2 separate regions of the Mus musculus genome follow, and region 1 is linked to region 2. Evidence: chromatin contacts called from public promoter capture Hi-C data. All regions are on one chromosome and are shown on one strand. The core of a region is the stretch at or near the end of the contact, and the rest is flanking DNA. Distances in the headings are between cores, read along the strand shown. Region 1 holds the start of Dpagt1 (dolichyl-phosphate (UDP-N-acetylglucosamine) acetylglucosaminephosphotransferase 1 (GlcNAc-1-P transferase)). Region 2 overlaps Gm30015 (a long non-coding RNA gene).

What was found. Promoter capture Hi-C pulls out the DNA fragments that hold promoters and counts their contacts.
Region 1: a promoter capture Hi-C map of embryonic stem cells shows a contact between it and region 2, with 4 times the contacts expected there. The contact joins the promoter of Dpagt1 here to the enhancer-like site in region 2. A contact is called at or near these places in 7 of 39 promoter capture datasets (the 3T3-L1 cell line, the SN4741 cell line, embryonic stem cells and 4 more).

Annotation. Positions count from the first base shown.
Region 1 is chr9:44,324,431-44,330,562 of GRCm38.p6, forward strand. Dpagt1 (dolichyl-phosphate (UDP-N-acetylglucosamine) acetylglucosaminephosphotransferase 1 (GlcNAc-1-P transferase)) reads left to right here and starts at 2,385. Exons shown (of 9, transcript NM_007875.3): 1 at 2,385-2,775; 2 at 3,122-3,242; 3 at 3,523-3,736; 4 at 4,561-4,707. The coding sequence starts at 2,609.
Region 2 is chr9:43,726,349-43,732,126 of GRCm38.p6, forward strand. The region is part of intron 2 of Gm30015 (a long non-coding RNA gene); the gene reads right to left. Among named protein-coding and RNA genes, the nearest start is that of Gm30015, 9.2 kb to the right of the region's middle. Within about 2 kb of position 4,468, at least 33 of the 459 cell types and tissues checked have an H3K27ac peak or open chromatin away from gene starts, as enhancers often do. A contact at or near this core is called in embryonic stem cells, where this site is marked.

The DNA.
Region 1 (6,132 bases), core at 1,135-3,634, 600 kb after region 2:
CTTTGTCAGGCAGTTGATTTAATAGTAGGTTGGCCTTGCTTGCTGGGAGGCACTCAAGACTGCTGAGTTGTGTGCTCTCTACTCGGCACAGGGAAAACAGGACAACTCAGCAGATTCGGGAGTTCCAGAGACACCACTTCAGGATTCAGGCCCATGCTTTCAACCATTACCAGGAAAGCCACAACATTCCAAGTGAGCCAGGTGGAGCACTATCGCCCCGGAAGCAAAATGATTCAGATTATATGACAAATATCCACATATCCTCTTCTGATGGACCAGACACATAAATCCCTAGTGCCTGGTCTTTAAACAAGTTCTCACCCCTCCTAGGTGGCTGGTGGATGAGATAGTGGTCTCTGAGAAGAAAGAAACAAAGAGATTTTAGGGCTTTAAGCCAGCTTGGAAAAGAAGCTTGATTAGAATTGGCCTCCAAATAAAAATAATAGTAATAAAAAAATAAATAAAGATACAGACTGTCCCTCACACCTCCAGGGAGTCTCAGCTACTCCTGATCAACAGGATAGCTGAATGCTCCCTCCTCTGGGGATTTCATTAGCTCCTCCCCCCCACCTGCTCTGTGTAGCTCAGCCTCCCAGTTTGGAAGACCCTTCCCCTCCAACTATGGAAATGTTGTGAGCTAATATCCCTCCCTCCCTTCCTCCCTCTCACATCCGCGTGCACTCCAATCCCTCTCTCTCTTTTTTTTTTTTTTACTCACTCATCATGCATGATGATGCCTGGTACACAGGTCTCTTTGTGTCCTATGCCTCAGGGGACACCAGAGGAGAGGAAAACATTTGCCTCCCTGATGTTGGCTTGCATGTGTTACACATACAAGAAAAACAAAACTTACTATACTATCCAGTAAAGTGTATTTGGGACATAGATGGGGCTTTTAATGTTAATAAGAGCCATCTCCAAGTTGAATGGACATTGAATACCTGACTTTCAGAAAAAGGAACCTAAGAAGTTCTTCTTCTTCTTCTTCTTTTTTTTTTTTTTTTTTTTTTTTTTTTTGGTTTTTCGAGACAGGGTTTCTCTGTGTAGCCCTGGCTGTCCTGGAACTCACTCTGTAGACCAGGCTGGCCTTGAACTCAGAAATCCACCTGCCTCTGCCTCCCAAGTGCTGGGATTAAAGGCGTGGGCCACCACCACCCGGCTTTTTTTTTTTTTTTTTTAGATTTATTATATGTAAGTACACTGTAGCTGTCTTCAGACACACCAGAGGAGGGCGTCAGATCTCATTACGGATGGTTGTGAGCCACCATGTGGTTGCTGGGATTTGAACTCAGGACCTTCGGAAGAGCAGACTTAACCACTGAGCCTACTCTCCAGCCCTTAAGAAATTCTTTGACCTAAGTAGTGTCAACTTCACCCTGATTCTAGGAGTATGCTGTAATTCAAAAGGGGATGGACAAAACGCCATGTTATTGTCAACTCCCTAACTCTCTGTGGTGGATTCCTCTCTGAGGAAAACATTTGCCACCTAAGGGATCAATATTCCAGTGAACTGCTGTACTACTAGCGTGTACAGGTGTCAAAAGGCAAGTAAGTGACTGGGAGGAAGAAACTTGACTGGGAGGAAACCCACAAGCTCACTGGAGGTATGGACAAGCTCTCCTGCCTCGTTAGTTATTTGCAATGCGTCGGTTTCTGTCTATTTGGAAAGCGTTGGCACAGTGCTGTGATCCAACATCAAGTTTTAATCCCTGCTTTAATCGAAGACCTGAAAGCTCAAACAGTTTCCTCCTGGCGAAATGCAGCGGTAGGTTGCCCAGCAACAAACTGCTATAGTGGAGGCAGAAGGTGGGTGGGTTGTGGGAAAAGTACCTGGATCATGAACAAGAAAAAGGGCGGGAGGGGCTTTTCGAGTGTCTGAGCTTCCCAGGTTTTAAAAACCCTCCAGATTGTTCCTGAGTTTCTGGAACCAGTGTTTACGTCGGCAACAGTTTTCCTGCAAAGAGCGGGTGTGCTTCCACACTCTCATTCTTCCTGACCACGGCCAGCTCTCAGTAGCCATATTTCCAGCCCCAGGGCATCCCAGACTAAGCTCAGGCTGCTAGCCCTTTAAACCCGACCTGCGAGGGAGACGACGTGGAACCACAGAACTAGCGGTGTCAGCCACGTGGTACGAGGAAGCGTTCATGTTGGAACTGGGCAAAGCCTATTTCCACTCTGAGCTGCACAATATGATTGTTTCGAGAGTATCCACGTTCTTGTATTTTCTTCAGTTGAGTTTTCAAAAACGCTAATGGTACCACTCCTTTAGAACTAAAGCTTTGTTTAAAATAACACTACCGGTCCGGCTACAGTGCCCGTTTTAAAAATGGTGCTTCGGTCTTCAGCAGCGATAGTTCTTTCGCAATTAAGATCCGGGTGGAAACAATGGGTAGGTGCAGCGGGGCAGAGCCGAGGTTGCTTCCTAAGAGCTTCTTGCTGGTCAGGAGGGAGGGTCAGGTCCTAGCGTCCTAGCTGGGTTTTGTTCCCGCTGGCGCCGGAATCCTCTGCGGGTTGGGAGCCGCACTGCCGGCTGCCGAGGCCACGGGATTGTTCCTGGCTTACCAGTTAGCTGAGTAGGCGGCGGGGCGGCGGCCACCGGAGGGTCACCATGTGGGCCTTCCCGGAGTTGCCCCTGCCGCTGCCGCTGCTGGTGAATTTGATCGGCTCGCTGTTGGGATTCGTGGCTACAGTCACCCTCATCCCTGCCTTCCGTAGCCACTTTATCGCCGCGCGCCTCTGTGGCCAGGACCTCAACAAGCTCAGCCAGCAGCAGATGTGAGTAACCGCACGCGAGTGTCCTGGGTTGGGGGGGGGGGGGGCAGGATTGTGCAGAACAGGGGCAAGGACTGAGATGCTTGGCTTTGCACTAGCCGGAAAGCTAACCTAGGCACCCAGAACTCTGGGAGGTCATTAAAGTTGTCTATCCTTGGGAAGGACGGAATGGAACTGTTGGGTGTCAGGAGTTGTAGAGGGGTAGGTATCCTTTGCCCTGTGCACGCTCTCCCTACTCCCCAACAAACAAAATCCTGAGAAGGCCACTTTGGTTTACTGGGACCCCTACTATTGTGAGTGACCACGCCCCTTTCTTCTTCCTCCTCCACCCTTTCCCGCTGGGCCGCAGCCCAGAGTCCCAGGGAGTGATCAGCGGTGCTGTTTTCCTTATCATCCTCTTCTGCTTCATCCCTTTCCCCTTCCTGAACTGCTTCGTGGAGGAGCAGTGTAAGGCATTCCCCCACCATGAAGTAAGTGCACCAGTGGGGAAGTTATTAGCGGGCTGGCTGGGGCCGGGCACTTGAGTTGGGGTTATTTGGATTTGGGAAAAGGATGCTTGTGGCCACAACCATAGAGACAGGAATTCTTGGACTGGTGATATAGCTCGGTGGTAGAGCGCTTTCTCAGTATGTGAGTATGTGCAAGGACCCGGCGTTCAATCACCAACTCCGAAAAAAAAAATGGAAAAGACAGGAATTCTTGACAGAGTAGAAGTAGGTGTGAGTCATTACGTGCCCACTTCTCCCCCAGTTTGTGGCCCTAATAGGTGCCCTCCTTGCCATCTGCTGCATGATCTTCCTGGGGTTTGCTGATGATGTCCTCAATCTCCGCTGGCGCCACAAGCTGCTGCTGCCCACAGCTGCCTCACTACCTCTCCTCATGGTCTACTTCACAAACTTTGGCAATACAACCATCGTGGTGCCCAAGCCCTTCCGCTGGATTCTGGGCCTGCATTTGGACTTGGGTGAGTAACCTTGCCACTACTGCCCCTGTGGCACCTACTTTCTGGTACCCTTGCCTCTGAGGTCCCAATAGAGGACCCCTCCTGGTGGTCCATATCCCCATCAACCATTTCTTTTCTGTCCTTGTATCTACTTTCTCTCTTTTCCCTCCTTCTTCCCTATCTCTTATTTCCTTCCTGTTTCAAGGAAGTCATGCTTGCACTAAGACTTATTATCAAAGCTTTTCCTGTCTCTGTTTTGTATTTAAAACAAAAACAAAAACAAAAAAACAAAACAGGGTCATAGGGCTGATGAGATGGCTTAGCGGGTAAGAGCACTGACTGCTCTTCCGAAGGTTTGGAGTTCAAATCCCAGCAATCACATGGTGGCTCACAACCACCTGTAATGAGATCTGACACCATCTTCTGGTGTGTCTGAAGACAGCTACAGTGTACTTATCTTTGGGCCATAGCAAGCAGGGACTGAGGGAACAGGGTTGACCTGAGAGAGCAGAGGTCCTAAGTTCAATTCCCAACAACCAGATGAAGGCTCACAACTATCTGTACAGCTACAGTGTATACATAAAATAACAAATACATATACATAAAAATAAATAAATCTTTAAAAAACAAAACAAACAGGGTCACACACTAAATTGCCTTGAACTTATTTAGCCCTGGCAGGCCTTAAACAGGTAATCCTCCTGTCCCAGCCTTCCAAGTAGTTAGAATTATAGGCCTGAGCTACTAGACCTTGCCTATTTGGATCCTTTCTGGTGTTCCATTCATCTTGTGCTTTGTTCTGTTAACAAACAAATCCAAATCCTACTCCTCGCTGTGTCCCCCAGGGATCCTGTACTACGTCTACATGGGGCTGCTTGCAGTGTTCTGTACCAATGCCATCAACATCCTGGCGGGCATTAATGGCCTAGAGGCCGGTCAGTCACTAGTCATCTCTGCTTCTATCATTGTCTTCAACCTGGTGGAACTGGAAGGTAGGTGAGATTGGGGAGAAGGAGAAGTCTGGGTGTTAAGGGAATTGCCTGGTATGACTCTAGAGAGTTTCTTGTGTGTGTGTAAGGGGTGGGGAATGACAAGACAACAGTGATTTTAGAATGGGAGCTATTTACTTTGTACACAGCAATAAGGAATTAAGCATGAGAAACAAAAGCATTAATGCTATCATGTATAGCTTGATGGTCATGAATAGCTAGACCAATTCTTTCTTTCTTTTTTTTTTTTTTTTTTCTTTTTGGTTTTTCGAGACAGGGTTTCTCTGTGTAGCCCTGGCCGTCCTGGAACTCATTCTGTAGACCAGGCTGGCCTCGAACGCAGAAATCTGCCTGCCTCTGCCTCCCAAGTGCTGGGATTAAAGGCATGTGCCACCACTACCCGGCGACCAATTATTTCTATTGGGCATAAATAGCTTCACAGAACCCCAGCAACAGGTACGATCACTCTCTGACCATAGTGGGGAAAGACTCTTGCCTTCCTAACCCTGTCTGATTACAGATAGACCCAGAACACTTAGCAATATAAAAATGACCACAATCCCGCAGCTAACATGAGAGGGTACAGCTTTTTTCAAATAACAATTTAGTTCTTCCTGCTTCCTTTTGTTTTGTTATTTTGAGACAGTCTTGCCATGTAACCCTGGCTAGCCTCAAACTTATGATCATCCTATCTGTCTCCTAAGGGCTGGAATTGCAGGCCTGCACCACCACACCTGGCTTCCTCCTACTCTTAAAAAAAAAAAAAGTTAAGTTATTCATGTATTTGGCCTTCTGTGCTCCCAGTTTGGAGCACATGTCTACTTCCTTTCATCCCTTCCCAAATTATCCAAAACAAATTCTAAAATAAGCCCCTCATATTGAAATATTTTACGGTTCCCTCTGGTGTATGATTCCCAAAGTCTTAGTCTCTATGTAAGCCCAAGTTTGAGTATTAGTTACTTTTGGTCGTGTTGGACATCAACAAGTGCTTATTAAGCCTAAGCGCTTTGTTTTGAGACAGGGATGTACCACGTTGCCCTGGAACTCACAGAGCTCCAAGTTCTGAGAGTAAAGGGATGTGTGCCTCCCCTTGTCTCCCAGCTAAAGCTAAGCATATTTAAAGCATTATCTCATTTAAATTAAATGACTCTGTATAACTGGCAGTACCCAGTTTTTGACAGATAAATGGAAGCTTACCAAAATTCAATGTGTCATTTCACACAGCTAGGAAATAAAACTGGTATTCAATCAAATCCCAGCTGGAATTTTTAAACCACATTTAAGATAGTCACTAGGTTTTCTGTTGTTTTCTCTGTCTCTCTCTGTGTCTCTCTCTCTTCCTCTCCATACCTCTGGCTATCCTGGGACTCACAATGTAGCCCAGGCTGGTCTTACACCAGGAGATATTCCTGTGTCTTCTGAATATTA
Region 2 (5,778 bases), core at 3,218-5,717:
CCAGGAGCTGGATTTGAAACTTGGTAACTATGCCCACCTGGGACTGAATTTGAAATAGTCTAGAAGACACATTTCTGGGCATGTCTGTAAGAGTGTTTCCAGAGCCGTTGACTGAGGAAAGGAGACTTACCCAGAAAGGATGTGGTTAACACTATCCCATAAGCTGGGTTCTGAACTGAATTTAAAAGCTAGAAGTGGGAAAAGCTGAGCGTTCGTCTCTCTCTGCTTCCTGACTGGGGATGCAACATGACCAACTTCCTCAGCTCCTGCTGGCACAGCTACGGGGATCAGAATACGCCTCAAGCTCAAAGCAGAATAAGGCAGCAGCACCCACACAGTGCTGGGTTTGCAGGCGTGTAAAATACAAGGGTTACAAGATCATGAGTGATTTGCACCAAGGTTTCAGAAAGCTACTGAGACCATGTGCTGCATAGCAGGGTTGGATTTTCAGGCAAGGGAGGCCTGAGAGGCAATGGCAGGAGACTACAGAGATGAACCTAAGGTTGCAGTGAGGATCCCTGGTTTTGGGGAATTCCAAGGGTAGGACGTCTACTGAGGGAAGCTATAGGAACTAGGTGGCACCAAGCTGAGAGAGTAGCTACGTGTGATGCATGCAACAGAATTAAAGAAGCAGGCTGCACACAGGGAGCCCAACTGATGTCACCATAACCCCAGAAGTTGTGTATCTGTGGGTTTCAGTGTTTGAACTGCTGGATCGCAGTCTTGCTTTGGTCCAGGCTCTCCTCGGTATACTTCCGAGTCTCTTTTTTTGGAAACAGGAATGTTGATTCTGTGTCACTGTGTGTTGGAAGTATATTAACTTTTTTTTTTTTTTTTATTTCACAGGAGCTCACAGTTAAGAGATTGCCTTGAGTCTCGGAGGATGCTTTGAACAATTTATTATGAGATTCCCATGAAGCTTTGAGGACCAGGGGTGGAATGTTATGATTTTTAAAATGATATATTTGAGCATCAAGTTGACAAGGGGTGGGTTTGCAATGGTTAATCTTCATTGTCAACTTGACTAGGTTTAAAATCACCTAGGAAACATTTGGGAGTATCTGTAAGGGCATTTCCAGAGAGGTTTTACTGAGGATAAAGGACCCACCCTGAACGTAGGTAGCAGCATCCAATGTACTGGGGTCCCAAATGGAATAAAAAAAGGCAAAGAGAGGAAGCCAGATGAACACCAACATTCACATCTCTCTGTGTCTACTGACTGTGGACTCAATACGACCAACTCTGCCATCACGGCAGACTGCACTCTCAAGTCGTGAGCCTAAACAGATACTTTCTTCCTTATTGCTTTTGTATGGTACTTTTTTGTAGGAAGGAGAACAGGAATTAATATAGGCCCCAAATCCAGGGGCTTAGAGGAGGAGATGTCCTTTAAAGAGTAACCCCAGGATCCTGAGGGCTCCTCCAGCAGAGAGCTCAGTGGAAAGCTACTCTTGCTAGAGCAAATCCCTGTGAGATCAGAGCAGGAAACCCCTGCTCCAAGAGGCACAAGGATCTATCAAAGGACCCATGCAGGAGACACTGGCAGCCTGGGTGGCCTCACTATCCCAAGTTTCCTTACCTCTGAAGTTCAGCTCCAAGCTAACATATTCCCACTGGCCTTGATCTGCCCCTGCCACCCCTATCTCACCTGGAAAGCCCTCCCTAGGGCACTCCCATTCCACCAGCAGGAGGCCAAGCTGAGAGAGGATTCTGCAAGGTCACTACTTGCCCATTTAGCACCTCTAGGTGAATTAGAAAAGGTGTTCCCTTTGCCAAGTGGATGCAGGCCCACTTGGGCACATAGATTGATGAGCTCACAGACTAGATTCCGCTCCTGTCTACTCTTTGGCTGGGTATCTTTGCACACTATACAGCCTGCCTATCTGCACACAGTGATCCCATTTGGCAGACTTCAGGGGGCATACCCACCCGAAGAACCAGCTTTCCCCTTTAGGCTGCAAATGAGGAAGTGAAGAGCCAAAGGGAGGATGATTTATCCAAGGTCATGTGGCTATCTGGTGACAAAAATCAAGGCTGAAAAAACATGTACAGATCCTGACTACAATTTCATTGTTGGTTCTCTTGCCCCAAGTCTTGCTCTTGGGGACAGATGGGAACGCCAGGACAGCAGGAGACATCCCGAAAGCAGCATCCGGGGAAGCCTTCCTGCTCCAATTAGAGGAGAGGTGATAACCTCATCCCAAACGCTGTCTAGACATAAAATTGGACATAAAGCTCCCTGAACCGTGCACAGCCGAACTTGTGGCTGGCACGGAACATAAATACAGAGCCCCTATTTATTTCCTATCTACCAACCACATTCCGTCTACACCACCTCAGCGAGCACGCATGTAATGTCTGGGTAGTGACTCTGCTTGGCCTGGCAGCTCCCAGGTAGAGTTAGTTACTGGGCTTGGGAAAACCTCGTGCTAAAAAGGTTTTCAATTTAGCTAGGCATGGTGGTGCATGCCTACAATCCCAGCAGAGGCAGAAGGATTACTGTGAGTTTGAAGTCAACCTGGGCTACATATTGAGTTCTGGACTAGCTTACGCTACAGAGGAAGATATTTTTTAAATTGGCTTGGTTTGGGTTTGTTTTTTCAAAGATGAAGATGACAATGATGGAGGTAGGTGGAGAGGGGTACAAGAAGGGACAAAGAGGAGAGAGGTCTGGCTGGAGCATTCGGAGGCAGAGCATTGGCTTCCCATGTGTGAAGCCCTGGGTTCATCCCTGAACAAGGGTGAATGAAACAAGAGGAGATGGAGAAAAGGATGGGAGGAGGAGAAGGCAATTCCTGACAAGGTTCCTTATCTGGGATTCCTAGGAACCCACTAAGGTCGACTTCTTACAAACAGTGTTGAAAATAAACATACATGTGTGGGTGCCTGCCTACTCTTTCTCTGGATGTCACTCATTCTCTGAACATGAGTATCCTGTCTGCCCCTCAGTCCATATACATATATACATACATATAGCATATATAGTATAATACATATAACACATATATACGGTATATATGTGATATATACATATGTGTGTGTATACACACACACACACACACATATATGATTAAACATAGACAGAGCCACACTTCTTTCTAGCTTTGACTTGAAGCATAGCTGCTTCCTGGCTATGAGACTTCAGATAAGCACCTTCACTTCTCTGGGCCCCTCCACACTGCCTGTGAATAACAGGAAGATACATTATAAACTCTGCCAGCCAGCACCCCGCCCTCCCTTCCCCCTAGCCAACTCCTGTGTACACATGAGTGGCAGGTGGCCAGTAGGAGCTGAGGGAGGGACCAAGGACCAAGTCCAGGAGCCTGTTTCCTACCACTCCCACAGCTCGTCACACCCTTATCAGCTGCCTGCCCCCACCCCGACCCCCAGATGCCCAGCTGGAGGCCTTGGGGGCAGGGTCCAAGAACCAGGCCTGCTCTTTGAATATGTAGATGTAACGATAGGAAACCCAGCCCAGAAGGTGGATGATTTGCTATCCCAGCGGGAATCACAAAGCCCTTTGTGGATGGGTCAGAAAGCACCCCAAACAGACACAAATCCAGTGCCATCCTTAGGCCCTGGCAGTTTTCCAATTAAAGAGATAGACAAGACATCAAGGAGGAGCTGCCCCAGCTCTCCCCCTCTCTTCCCCTCTCCTCCCCTGCCACACCATCTGGGCTTCCCAGGGGAGGGCCAGGTGAGCCACAGCAGCCAATGTGCTTTGCTGCAACGTATTTGTCTTTGCAGCCGCTGCACATAGCAGTTCCTCTTTCCCAAAGGTATGGGCTTCGCCTGGTATTAAAAAGGGCTCCTAAGTGCCACTGAAAAGCTTTGCAGGGAGTGGAGAGCCCGCGAGGGAGGGGTGGGATGGGGGTGGCTAGCTGGTCAGAATGGAGGTTTAGTGCTAAGGATGCATCCAAAGACGCTTACAAAAATGAGTCGTGGAGGGTGAGGAACGGGAAACCTGCTATCACGAGGCAGAGCTCTTTCTTCACACCAAGTTCCCACTCTGTCCTGTCCTGCTGCAGAGTGATGGGGCTGCAAAGAGGCATTGTGCGTGTGTAGCACGTGAATGTGAATGTGTGTGTGTGTGTGTGTGTAGTTGCACGAGGGCACGCGTGCCTGTTCCCTCGGCTTCCCTACCATAGCCCGGCTACTCTTGCCAATCAATGGCCTCTTTGTGGCACAGAGAAGAGGGGAGTAGGACTTGCAGTGTTGGGGGAGGGGTACAGGCTGCCTCTGGGACACCAGGGTGCGGGACTCGGGCCTACTGCCCTCGAAGTGTCCCTCAACTCGGAAAGAGTTCTCTGCAGGAACATCTGTACACTCAATCAGCGCAAAGAACAGAAGGTCAATATAGGCAGTGGCCAAAGTATCCCTCCCCTCCCCCGCCCCCCCCATCAAGCAGTGGTGTACAGTCCTGGGTCCCATACACTGGGAAAGACTCGGACGTGCAGTCCCCGTGACCCCATATCCGCTAGATGGCGCTGACCCCACTGTGCTCATCCCACTTGGGGCAAGCCCAGCAGCTTGAGGAGGCATTTGAGCATCTGGAAATGGTGGCCACAGAAGAATGAGAGGGACATTGGAAGCCAGAGTTACCAAGTCACTCGTTCTAGTTGGCACAAGTCTACATTGGAAAGAGATTCAGTCACACTTCCTTGAAGATCTCAAAGCCTTTGTCCTCAAGAAAGTCACAACTTCAGAGACTAGAGCTGCACACAGGAAACAATCACTCAAGGTCCTGTGGGAAAGCTAGGGATTCGGTCCCAGAGAGGGATGAGTCCTTCCTAAACTACAAAGAGTTATCCTGTCCTTTCTACCCTGAGCTAAGCTCTGTGACCTGACAGTCTGTGCTCTGGAACCCAAGTGCTCATCTCCAGGGACAATAACCACGATGTTCAACCTAGGGTACATGTTGCAGTCCTAGCCATGGTTGGAAGGAGAGGAGTCTGTATCAGGAAGAAGAACAGCCATGCCTCTCTTAGGTCAAGGCAGTGGTAAGAAAGGTTGCCAGACATCTAGACTGAGGCGGCTGTCTTCGTAAGCTGGAACAAGAAGTACAGAACCTGACTCCATGTGCAGGGCATAGTGGATAGCTTCTTCTTTAGCCTTTCCTCCACTCTAGTGTGGATGTTAAGACCACAACAGAGACGTCTGAGTCTCAGGGAGGTTTAAGGCATTGGTCCAGAATACCACTAGGCAAACTGTTGCAGAAGAAGGACTGGGATCTATGACAGACTGAGTCCCACCCCTCTTCTGCTGTAGGTGCTGTCTAATTCTGGGCCAAGACTAGATGGTTTGCTCCTGAGGACCAGAACATCAGAGGAGGGGAGAAATCAAGAGATCAGGGCCAGCTAGGCTAAGATGGCTCCAGACAGGGTGCTTAGCATCTCCTATTGCTCTTCCAAGTCAGCCCTTTCTCCGCATCTCCTGACCATGCCACCATCCGCTTAGCATTCCGCTCAGTTCCCTCTGCTCTGACTCCAAATGTTTATCAACACATGCTGTAATGTAATCAGCTCCTGGGAAAATACACACCAGGTAACGGATGCTGACAAGAGTGTCAAACAGATGTCTCCTCCCTGCCCCTCCTTCCTCCCTCCTTGCCACCCTCACCGGGCCAGGCACACCCAGGAGGCTGGTTGGTGATATGCTTCTCTCCAGGCCGCCTCCCAGCGCTGTCAGTGAAGGCATTCACCAGGAAGCTGGCAACACAGAGGGCAGGGCTGACTCAGTATGGTTCACCAGCATGCCAGGCGCCCTCTCAGGCTCTGC